Regions from separate parts of the Mus musculus genome. Here all the other regions are linked to region 1. A link is a contact called in public HiChIP or PLAC-seq and promoter capture Hi-C data. All regions are on one chromosome and are shown on one strand. The core of a region is the stretch at or near the end of the contact, and the rest is flanking DNA. Distances in the headings are between cores, read along the strand shown.

Evidence for each region. Promoter capture Hi-C pulls out the DNA fragments that hold promoters and counts their contacts. HiChIP or PLAC-seq counts read pairs in DNA pulled down with a chosen protein or histone mark.
Region 2: a contact with region 1 is called in an H3K27ac HiChIP or PLAC-seq map of microglia, with 5 times the contacts expected there. The contact joins the promoter of Psmf1 here to the promoter of Entpd6 in region 1. A contact is called at or near these places in 2 of 39 promoter capture datasets (liver and pre-B cells), 1 of 484 Hi-C or Micro-C datasets (CD4 T cells), 1 of 115 datasets of contacts at active chromatin or transcription factors (microglia) and 1 of 9 other capture datasets (adipose tissue).
Region 3: a contact with region 1 is called in a promoter capture Hi-C map of stem cell-derived epiblast-like cells, with 4 times the contacts expected there. The contact joins the promoter of Sdcbp2 here to the promoter of Entpd6 in region 1. A contact is called at or near these places in 4 of 39 promoter capture datasets (cranial neural crest, embryonic stem cells, hippocampal neurons and 1 more), 1 of 484 Hi-C or Micro-C datasets (CD4 T cells), 1 of 115 datasets of contacts at active chromatin or transcription factors (memory CD8 T cells) and 1 of 9 other capture datasets (adipose tissue).
Region 4: a contact with region 1 is called in a promoter capture Hi-C map of hippocampal neurons, with 3 times the contacts expected there. The contact joins the enhancer-like site here to the promoter of Entpd6 in region 1. A contact is called at or near these places in 3 of 39 promoter capture datasets (embryonic stem cells, hippocampal neurons and liver), 2 of 115 datasets of contacts at active chromatin or transcription factors (bone marrow-derived macrophages and neural tube) and 1 of 9 other capture datasets (macrophages).

What each region holds. Positions count from the first base shown.
Region 1 is chr2:150,747,774-150,750,464 of GRCm38.p6, reverse strand. It overlaps Entpd6 (ectonucleoside triphosphate diphosphohydrolase 6), which reads right to left and starts at 1,384. Exons shown (of 14, transcript NM_172117.5): 1 at 1,232-1,384.
Region 2 is chr2:151,739,955-151,742,645 of GRCm38.p6, reverse strand. It overlaps Psmf1 (proteasome (prosome, macropain) inhibitor subunit 1), which reads left to right and starts at 1,336. Exons shown (of 7, transcript NM_212446.2): 1 at 1,336-1,635. The coding sequence starts at 1,507.
Region 3 is chr2:151,571,291-151,573,981 of GRCm38.p6, reverse strand. Sdcbp2 (syndecan binding protein (syntenin) 2) reads right to left here and starts at 1,359. Exons shown (of 9, transcript NM_145535.2): 1 at 1,278-1,359. Gm39959 (a long non-coding RNA gene) reads left to right here and starts at 1,957. Exons shown (of 3, transcript XR_866853.2): 1 at 1,957-2,011.
Region 4 is chr2:151,511,771-151,514,461 of GRCm38.p6, reverse strand. No RefSeq gene overlaps it. Among named protein-coding and RNA genes, the nearest start is that of Gm52533, 5.4 kb to the left of the region's middle. Within about 2 kb of position 1,326, at least 24 of the 459 cell types and tissues checked have an H3K27ac peak or open chromatin away from gene starts, as enhancers often do. A contact at or near this core is called in hippocampal neurons, where this site is marked.

The sequences.
Region 1 (2,691 bases), core at 135-2,634:
TATATCTATATCTATATGTATATAGATATAGATATAGATAGATGAACAGTCCGGTGAAGACTGCCTCCTCCTGATTCTTTTGCAGGGTGCTATGCCTGCATGGGCCAGTAGGTTCTTCCAGACCTAAGTACACAGAGAGAGAGCTGTGTAACTCTCAGGTTCGTTCTGTCCATGAGGCTCCAGATGGGACTCAGATACACACCATCTTAGTCTACACTTCTTCCAGGGCAGGAGAAGGGGGGCGGGCAATATTCAGACTTACCTTTATGCTTGCTGCATTATTTTCAAGGACATTGTTAAAACGCTGGTAACAGGGATGGGGAAACCTCCCCTCAACGCTAGGTATTCAGCCCCCTTCATGGCTCTGCAGCACCCCAGGAGAGATCCTGTAATCACATTCCTCTGCCTCTCCCTAGGGAAGCTCCTTCCTCACTGTCTGAGAGTTTCCTATTCTGGCTATGAGCATTCCCTACGCCCCTCACCACACAGGATCTGCAGAGACACAAAAGGACCAGGTATTTTCAGGTGACTGATTTTTTTTTGGGGGGGGGGGGATATACTCTCAGGGTGAAGGGCTGTGTCCACTGTGACCTACTCAGCAATGTTGTCTCAAAACCAATTACTTCCTGATGCTTTTAAAATAAAAATGTGTTCTCACTGACTCCCTGTCCTACATTCTGGGTGTCTACATCTGGACCTTTCTCTCTCCTTTAACCTGAAGCACCTGTGGCCACACACCAACTCAGGTGGAACCACCCTGACCCCTGGTAAGTTCTTCCATGTCACCACCGTTCCCACCTTCCACACAATCAGAACACAGGGTTTCCCCGGTTTCCTGAGCCTCCCAGTTGGGCTATCCAGTGCAGAAGGGGAGGCGCCTGGGCCTGGTTCTGCTGGGGGCGGGTCAGCACAAGCCAGCAGAATGAATGGACGCGGCAGGGCTGTGGGCTACACTCGGGCAGAGACCCCTGCTGCTTGGCCTACAGCATAGCTCACGAGTCCCACGGTGTGTTGTAGACGTGCGAGGGCTACGCAGCAGGGTCGGAAAGACAGCCAGTTGAATGGACCGAGAGCGCAAGTGACCCCGAGGCCTCCCCCCGGAGCTGTCTCCGGGCCCAGGGAGGTATCAGGCATTGGAACTGCACCACGGGGAACCCCGTCCCTCGCGCGCGTGGGGAGACCAACCGTAGTCAGTCCTCCGGGCCAAGCACATTTCGCTGGCCCCGCTTACCCTGCACGGCTCCCTCGGCCCCGCAGGAGAGGTAGTGGCGTAGCCGGAGGCAGACAGCGACCACACACCGCGCGCCCAGCTCTCCAGCGCCGGTCCGCGTCAACAGAGCCTTAACGCGTGGAAGCAAACCCCAGCAGACGCCGAGAAGCTGTCTCCGCCTACGTGCACTTTGCGTCACCGGGTGGGCAGGACGGCGTTGATGCGCGTGTGCCATGGCGTTTGCCAGCCACGCAGGCGCAATAGCCATGTGCTCTTTGGGTGTTTATTTTTCTTTCTGCCAGTAGGGGGCTCTGGAGCTCCTGCTTATCTTGGATCCTTCTAACAAGTCCTGAGGTGTGGGAGGAACAGAGCCTTGTCTTGACTAGAGTAGGAGTTACTTCAATCTCATCCATCACCTCGTCCTTCTGTAGGCTTTCCTCCTGCATCCCTCCACACCCGAGTTGCTTCTTTTACTTTCAAGGGAATTCGTGATAGGATATGCATTCACAATAGAGAATGCGGTGCTATCAAGCGTCCTTTATCCTTGGCCATATTTTCTGATGTCTTCCTAGAAGCCACAAGGTTGTCAGCTCCTAACTGCAGCGAGACTCTGGATGTATGTCCCTAATTCATTTGTCTGAATATCTCCCAAGTTGTCTTTTCCCCACCGAACCAGGACTCCGCTTCTTCCTGCCCACGTGATGGCATCTATACATTGGGGTGCAGGACACTGGTCTTGTTCCTGGAGGACATCCCTGTCTATCGGCTGGGAAAGCCTAAAAGCAAGGATTTCTAATGAAAAGATGGGGTACTCAGGGAGTGAGTGGGTGGATGCTAACCACAGAGTGCGGGGATACTGTGTGAGAGTAGGGTTGGCAATCGCTATTAGTCCCGCGAAACTATTGTAAACAGCATGTGAGCAGCTCATTGGACCTTGCCTTGTCTCACTTTAATAAAACCACCAAGATCTGATTACAACGGAAGTCTATATGGTCTCTTATTTGGCGGATCTTAAAAGCTCTCCCCTCCCCACTTCCCTGGCTGTTTTGTTGTACATAGCACTACAGCATCCCAAGGACTGACTATCTTGCTACTCACTATGGATGTGCTGTGGGAGAGAGTCTTAGTATTGGAATTGGCTATGATAAACTATATGCTCTTTGAATACAACTCCAGAGATACGACTCAATTTTCTCTTCAGTTATTGTACTAATTAACACTCTTACAAATAATGTGTGAAAGCATGGGTTCCCCACGTCTTCAACGGTGGAGTCCTTCCAAACGCTGGGTTCTTTGCTAACTTGTAGTAGAAAAACTGCACCTCACAGTTTTGACTTAATTTTCTAGTGTTTTGAAGTTTGTTCGTGGACCTGTAAGGACCCTGCTTCTGTCTTCTGCCTTCACATCTTTTACCATCTTCTCCACTTTCACAATACTTCTCTCAAATTCTCTAGAATTTTTGTCTTAGTTTTTACAAGTGG
Region 2 (2,691 bases), core at 87-2,586, 990 kb before region 1:
CATTTCCCACCTTGGTGCCTTCACGTATGCTATATGCTTTTACAGGAACATTTCTTCTTTATTCTTCCATGAGAGTTCTGTGCAATTGGCCATTTCTTAATCCAAGAAACCCTTCCTGATCCTTGCTTGGAACATAGGCTTCCTGTGGGCCTTGTATAGCTCTCTCAGCACCCCCAAATGACAGATTTCATACTGGATTGCTTTTTGTCTATTAAAAAGAAACACTACAAAGTTCCATCAGGGCAAGACCTGTGGCATGTTAACCTAGGCATGAGAGCTGAGAGAAGTCAAGGTCACTGGAGCCAAGGAGATCAGAGAATGAAAGGACACTTGGAGGTGATATCAGAAAGGCACAGGGCCTGTGGAGTGAGAGGGTGACAGACCTAGAGTGAACTTCGCCTTTGAGGTGTGGCTTGGGCCTAAGGAACATGGTCTTCCCTGTGTTTTAACAGAATCTCTCTGGTTGTAGGGTGAAACCAGTGTAGCATACAAGGCTGATGCCAGGCAACCAAGAAAAAAAAAATGACAATGGTTTGGGTCATGGTACCAACCAACATGGCAAAATTTATTTGTCTACAAAAAAGTATTGGACTTCAAGAAACATGGAGAAACAACAGGTGGTTAAAAAAATCTTGATGGAGATTGGGGCACAAGTGGCTAGCATTTGTCAGTTATCTCTGGGCTCTAGATGTGGTCAAAAGCTGTGTTTACTTGGGTGAAGTCATTTCACTCTTTCTGCTCTTTATATCACTCGCAAAGTGAGGATGGGTAATAAAATATACCCCATGAATTTGTTGAGAGGGGATGTAAAGGTTTTGGCACAGGATTTAGCATGCAATCAACATACATATAAATGCTATCCTAGAGACCAAATTACCAGTTCCCAGGGGCACCTCTATTGCTCACTGGCTGATTGTGACACGATTTCCAAATCTATGTAGTGGCAGAGTACTGTCATCAATACCAACTGTATAATACTGGATCTGGAAATTTTGATAAATGCATTAAAGTTTAGCATGTAGAATAAAGTGCTATCAGGCAAGAAGTACTGCAGGCATGCTAATAAATTACGATGAAAACATCTAAGACAGATTGCCTAAATTTTCCCCCGGCCTAGTACACACTCCACTTCGCAGATGAGAAGTCTACTGTAGTTGGTAGAAGGCAGTCTCTCCCCAGGAACGAACAGCCTGGCACTCAGCAGTCGCCTGCTGCAGGCAAAAAGGCTTTGAGAAGATAAGCCCTAGCCTGCGCGCTTCTTAGTGGAACCTTCTAGTTCGGTGCAGGTGTTTCCAGCCCGGAGCACGCACAAAGTCAACAAGTATTTCCGGTGCGCGTCTCTGCGTTTCCGCGTTTCCACTTTTCCGCGCAGGTGCGGACAGAGCCGAAAGCGAAGGCGGCATCAAAAGGCGTCGCTGCCGCTCGCGGTCCCGCTTCTCTTAGGCGGAGCGGCTTTCTGCATAGTCCCCTCCTTTTCTTCCTTTCCCACAGAAGCCGCAAACATCCATGGCGGGTCTCGAGGTTCTCTTCGCGTCGGCCGCTCCATCCATGAGCTGCCCGCAGGACGCACTCGTCTGCTTCCTGCACTGGGAAGTGGTGACAAACGGCTACTATGCCTTGGGCACGGGCGACCAGGTACGCGGGTGGAGGGGAGTCTGCAGCCCGAGGCCCAAAGGCCTGCCCTGACCGTGCCAAAGCCAGGGCCCGAGCGAGGCTTCTGATGCCGCACTTTAGCGCGCCTGGTGCTGGTGCCGACAACGGGCACAGCGTGCGTGTAAACTCGGGAACGGACGTGTAAAGGCGTCCCCGACACAGCCGGGGTTGTGTGGATCTGACTGAGACAGGCTAGTAGCTTCCTCAAGGTCCTCATCCACCAGTTTACCCAAAGCATCTGCCGTAGAATACTCCGTGCTACACCCTCAACTCCAAGCATCTGGATTCAAGCACTGGTGTGGCAGTGAACTTTGACCTACTCAGCCATATTCTAGGACCCCTTCTTCGAGGGGACAGTGTTTGGATTTCAGACTTGAATGCTGCGTTTGATTCTTGCTGTCCGTTCTCCTGAAGTACTTTCTGGGCTCAGGCTGCCCTTGCCTCCATTCTCTGCTGATGGGTATGCGTTTTCAGGGTAGAAGCCAAAAAAAAATTTTTTTTAATTAATTAGTTAAAAATTGAGAGGCCATTAACTGTTAATTTATCTACTAGAGAGTTTTATTTTCCAGCCTGTGGCCAGCAGATTAGTAATGCTTGCTGGACTCAGCAGGTATTTGTGTTGGTCCTCTAGCTGCCTCCTGCCACCCTCCTTCTGTGGGTGATGAGAGGAACAAAGCACGCACTTGACTGGGTAATACCAACTCAGCAGCTAAAGAGTCATGCTGCCCACTTTCTCTTTGCTTTTTTGCCTCCAGTGCTATAGAGCTGGGCTTGTAATATTTGATCTCAAGAACATGTTTGTTGACTTGAACAAACAGGCATTGATTGGTCTCCTTATTGAGGGCACGGCTACTCCCCATGAGAGCTCTGTAGCCGTGTGAGATAAGGTCAGTGGAGGGCCATGGAGATGGCCATAGATACGAGTTAGAAAAATTGGCATTGTGTTGTGGGAGTCTGAAGATTATAAAGAGAGAATGACCTGTTTATGTGTGCAGTTTTGGTTGGTTGGTTGGTTGGTTGGTTGCATTCTAGCCCAGA
Region 3 (2,691 bases), core at 110-2,609, 820 kb before region 1:
TTTGAACTTACAGAATAAGAACACTTTGTTCCAAACTGCTGGAACTCTGGGACTCCCACTTGTTCCTGTGGACAACTCATCTATCCTTCAGAAAACAGAAGCGTGGGTTAATGTGATGGAGTAATAGCTTCTGTAAGGCCAAATTAGCCCAGGGATCTGGTGAATCGGCAAGGAGGAGGCTGTTGCTAAGCCACAAGCATGTACCTCCTCCTTCCAGGGCTATACTGTGCCAGAGGGAACGGGACTCAGGAAATTCTGTTCTCCCAGTGAAGGTCCAGGGGAGGCAGAACAGAAGCCAGGCTTTAGAGAGGCTCAACCTACTGCTTGCCTCTGACTATGAGAGCAAAGAATGGACTAGGCTCCATGTCCGATATAGTTATTTTGTAACCATGTCCGATATAGTTATTTTGTAACTATAGTAAAATAACAGTTACTTTAAGCAGAGTTATCTAGGCATGAGAAGACTATTTAAATGGGTTACACATGGAGAACATTTAGCACAGTGCCTAGCACAAATAGGCAACTCCATAACTGTCTGCTCATCCCACCTAGGGCCACCTCCTAAGTCCAGGCACTGTTTTGGATGCCCACAGTAAGAAGTGAACACAATCATCACTCTTTGATGTAGGGACTTTGTAGTGAAGAGCTGGATTAAAAAGCCCCAAGACTTTGTGGGCTGTGTCAGGTGGTGGGAAGAACTGGGGAGGAGAATGAAGTGGGGTGGAGAGCAGAGGGTGGCAGTAGGATTAGGGAAGCCTTGCTGTGGAGGGGAGAGACATTTGTGTAAAAGCTTAAAGAATTGGGTGGGCAAGAACATTCCGGGGGGTCAGGCCCACTGCACAGACCCTGGGGTGAGCATGCCCCCAGTGTTCAGAGGACCCTGAGGGAGGAAACCAGAGAAGATGGGAGGGGCTCAGACCCTGGAGGGCTCATGGGGCTTGGTGAGAATTTTGACCCTTCTTGAGTGAGAGGGAGCCACAAGGAAAGTCTGAGCATCAGAGAGCCATAGCCTTCAGGGCCTTCTGGCCAATGGATGTAGGGTAGATTAGAGGTAAGTGTAGAAGATAGAACAGTGCAGAAAATCATACGTCCTCCAAACCCTGCCAGGGAGCAGAAAAAGGAAAGCTTTGTTCCCATTTCCTTCTAAGAGTGAAGCAAATTAAAAGGAATTTACCTACCTAGGAAGTCCTAGAAGACAGGACAAGGGAGGGAAAGAAATTGGTTGTGAGCAGGTCTTGTTTAGCTCCTCTATCCCAGCCGATACGGACTGTTCTTACCTGCTGGCTCCGCACGCTGTCCTCTTCTCCAGCCACTGCAGCCTCCTGGCATGTGCTGGTCGCCTGTGTCCCAGTTGGGTTCCTGCTCTGGGAAGGGTGGTGCCCGCCCCTTGTTCAGCTGACTCACCGTGGACTAGGATGGGCCCAGGTAAGCCTGTGTGGCTCGGTAAACAGAGCAGTCACCCACGAGTGGGTGGGGCTAAAGCGTACAGCTGATATGCGTAGATGCTGTAGAGATGGGTGCGAACTAGGGCTACTTGGCCCTATGAGGAAGTCAGCACGACTGTGGCGGCCTCACCCTGCCAATAGGCAGTTAACTGGAGAACAGTGAGAGAGATGTCCTGGGCCTTAAAAGATGGCCGCAGGTTGTAACCTAGTGTATTTCTTAGAAATCAATTGCAGTGCAGTCTCTGGATCCATCATGGTGTTTCTTTTAGTAAAACCAATCTAGAAATCCCAGATGCCTGACACTGGTTAAAGGAGTCACCAATCTATAGACGATGACACAATTATTAAATCATTTCAGGAAGGTGCCAAGGGGAAATATAACAATACTGAGACAGCGAATAATCACCATTGAGGTCATACCCTCTGGTTTTGTTTTCAGAAAAGTGTGTACTGCAGGAAGTCTAGAGAGCCCCACCCCCTTTCCGGCTCTCTTTCATTCTTTCTGAGATGCTAGGGACCGAGCCTTACACTCCTAAGCAAATGCTGCCTGACATCTCCAGGCCCTGGTGAGCTTTTCACTTTGTAGTTGTGTAGATTCCAATAATGGTAGCAAAGTGTGTGTGTGTGGGCACACACAGACACACACACACTGCCTTTGCCTGTGTGTATATGTAGAAGTCAGAGATTGACAGTCTTCCTCTATTCTCCTCCACCTTAGTTTTAAGACAGGGTCTCTCACTGAACCTAGTGCTCACCATTTAAGCTAGCCTGGCTGTTCAGCAAGCCCCTGGGATCCGCCTCAGCACCTGTAGTGCAAATGTACCTGCTGTTCACGACTTTCATGTGGGTGTGGAGAGGTCCTCATATATGCATAGCAAGCACATTACCCATCAAACCATCCCTCCAGCCTTACTTATGATTTTCCTAAGAAAGCAGTAAGTATTTTGGATTTTTTTTTTAAAAAATCTAATTGGAGCCGGGGGTGGTGGTGCATGCCTTTAATCCCAGCACTTGGGAGGCAGAGGCAGGTGGACTTCTGAGTTCGAGGCCAGCCTGGTCTACAGAGTGAGTTCCAGGACTGCCAGGGCTATACAGGAAAACCCTGTCTTGGAAGAAAAAAAAACAAAAAAAACAACCCCCCCCCCCAAAAAAAAATCTAATTGGAAATCTCCTAGGAAAATTAAGGAACTGTGTTGATAGGACAGAGTTTACTTTCTTTTTCTTTTCCTTTGTCCCTCTTTTTTTT
Region 4 (2,691 bases), core at 77-2,576, 760 kb before region 1:
CTCAGGTGCTCTCTTCTAGACTCCTCCATACTCCCTTGCCATCACTGCCACCTCTGTCCTTTGGGCCTTTTTCACAGCAGAACAACCATGAAGTCTGGCTTTGCAGTACAACAGTGAATGGTTCAAATGTAGTTCTGCCCATTTTTCCATTGGAGGTAAAGTACAAAGTTAGTGTGAAAATAATGGCAGTAGCTGGCATTCTTTGTGGTAGCTCAAGTCCTGGCAACAACCTCAGGTTCTCAGTAGGCAGTAACTGGTAAGCCAGGTGCTGAAACATTCTCTTCACAGCATGTCTCACCTCCTAAGTTCATCTGGTTTTAGTCTGCATTTTTTTTTTAAACCATCTGCACAGAATGAAGCTAGAGTAACCAATGTTCTTTAAAAAGCTACCTCTCTGGCTGAGAGCCTACTGGGAAGATTGTGAGTGGGGGTGTATCCTTTACATAAGAATCTCAACTCCATTTCAATTTCATCTGCCCCACTACTGCTGAACATAGCCAGGTGTGGGTGAAGAATACCAAACACCCTGCCTTGGTAGAGGTTAGGCTCTAGTGAGGGCCAAAGTAAACACACACACAAATGGACAGTATATGTTGTATCAGGCAAGGAGCAAATAAACAGGCCAGAGAATGTCGGGGAGCTGATAGTAGTAGGCAGGAGCTGATCCTGCAAGGTCCCTTAGGAGTTTCCAGGCACAATCAAATGCACACAGGGCACTAGAGAATCAGGCCATAGCATATGGTTAATGTGGTGAAAGGAGCCCTCTGCTGGGTGAGACATGATGTTGGTTAAGGGCAGATCCATGGAATTACTGCTTACTCCACATGAGAGATGAAGGAAGCTGGCCAGGGAGCTAATGGCAAGTAGCACCTAGGTGGCATCGAGGGATAAAGGTACTGACACAGGGTCTACCAGGTTCCTTGGAGCAGCCACGAGGCCCAGCAGGTGCCAGAGAGGCTGCTGCCGTGTGGGGAAGGACTCAGTTCTCTTTAAGGGTGGCCACTGGGAGTCTGAGCATGCTCCAATGAGTATATGGGAAACACAAATTGGACTTGGAATAATTTGGGTGTATGCAGATCAAGGGTGGACCTGCGAGGAATGGGGATAGGAAGCAAGTGTGAAATCCCCAAATTATTAAAAATACCATATTGGGGGGAGGGGGGGGAGACAGAGCTACTGAGATTGATCATGTGCAAGATCTGGCTCAGACTGGGAACAGGTAAGATGCTTCGACCATGTGCTTTCTACCCTGCTTCTCAGGCTTGCTCTCTCTGAAAGGAGCTAGGAAGACAGTCAGACCATTAAAACAGAGCCACACCCATTTGTAAGAAGGAAGACCTTTTATTTGGGCCTGAGAAAGGGTCTCAGATAGTAGCTGTCTTGAATCTAGTGGTTAGAACAGAGCAGGTTAGAAAGAGGGAGCAGCAGGGGGCCTATGTTTGTACCAGTTGCTCTTAGTAAATTCCAAGTCACCCTGAAGAGTCTGGCGGAGAGGGGCATGCTCTATTGTATTGATGGCAGGAAACAGCTAGTGGTACTCTGGAAGGAACTGCGGCAGTATCATCTAAAGCCAAGAATGTGCTCAGTCCCTGCCTGCATGCTTCCTTCCTTCCTTCCATAATCATCTTCTAAGGAGGAAGAGATGTATATAACTCTACTTGTGAGTTGGTTGGTGTAGTAAGATCAAACATGTTTCTTTGAACAAGCTTGAACTGCACTTGTTAGAAAAGGCATCATGAAACCTGACATGGAGGTATAGTAACTTCCAGACCAGCCAGAGCAAACAGTGGGATCCTATCCCCCACAACAGGCATCATAATTAACTTACCTTTACTCTGGTGAATAAGAAGTACTCTTCCGACAGATCAAGACATGTCCAGGCATTGTAATGCATGCTAAGCACAGCCTACTTAGTTTCAAGTGATTCCCCTACTTGTCATGCAATGCTAGGATGATCCACAATGATGCAGTGGAGAACTGCCCTCAGTTCAACAGCCCTAGAGTATCTGATGAAAGCCCATCTGGGTGGACAGATGTTTCCACCTGAGCCTCCAGAACAGAAGCCTGAAGCTGGAAACAGCCTTCCTGGGCATGGAGCCCATTCTATGCAGTTCCTTTGGCTGTGGGCCAGGCACAGAACTGGGGCAAGTTCAAGCAGCTGCCATCCATATTTACTTCACAGGCAGGGGGAAAACCCAGGACCCTTTGCAAATCATTGAGGATGTAGGCAAAACCAGGTAGTGGAAGGGGCCTGAATTATGTAGGAAAGCCTGGGCATTAGAGCATGGTCCCAGGAACCTTGCCCATGCACCCTACCATTTGCCAAGTGTGACCTGGGCCCTGTGAAGTGCAGAAATAGAGGTGCTGCCAACTTCCTTCCAAGCAACTCAATATGCAGGACAAACTCTGTTGTCCTTGTTCTGTTTATAATGACCAATTTTGTTTTTCCAGATCTTTGGTTCCGGTGTAACCAATATGCCGGAGACGTTGCAACCCCAGGAGAACACTGTTTTCTAAGACCCTGTCTAAGGATGCTTCTTGGTAGCTCACAGTATCACATTGGCTCCTGGCTCTGGGCAGGGCAGGAAGCAGTACAGTAAAGGAGGCAGAAGAGGTTCTATCCAAGGTCCCTACTATCCTTTTTATGCCTTCAATGGTGGATGTCTTCACCAGGCTGGGATATGCCTGAAG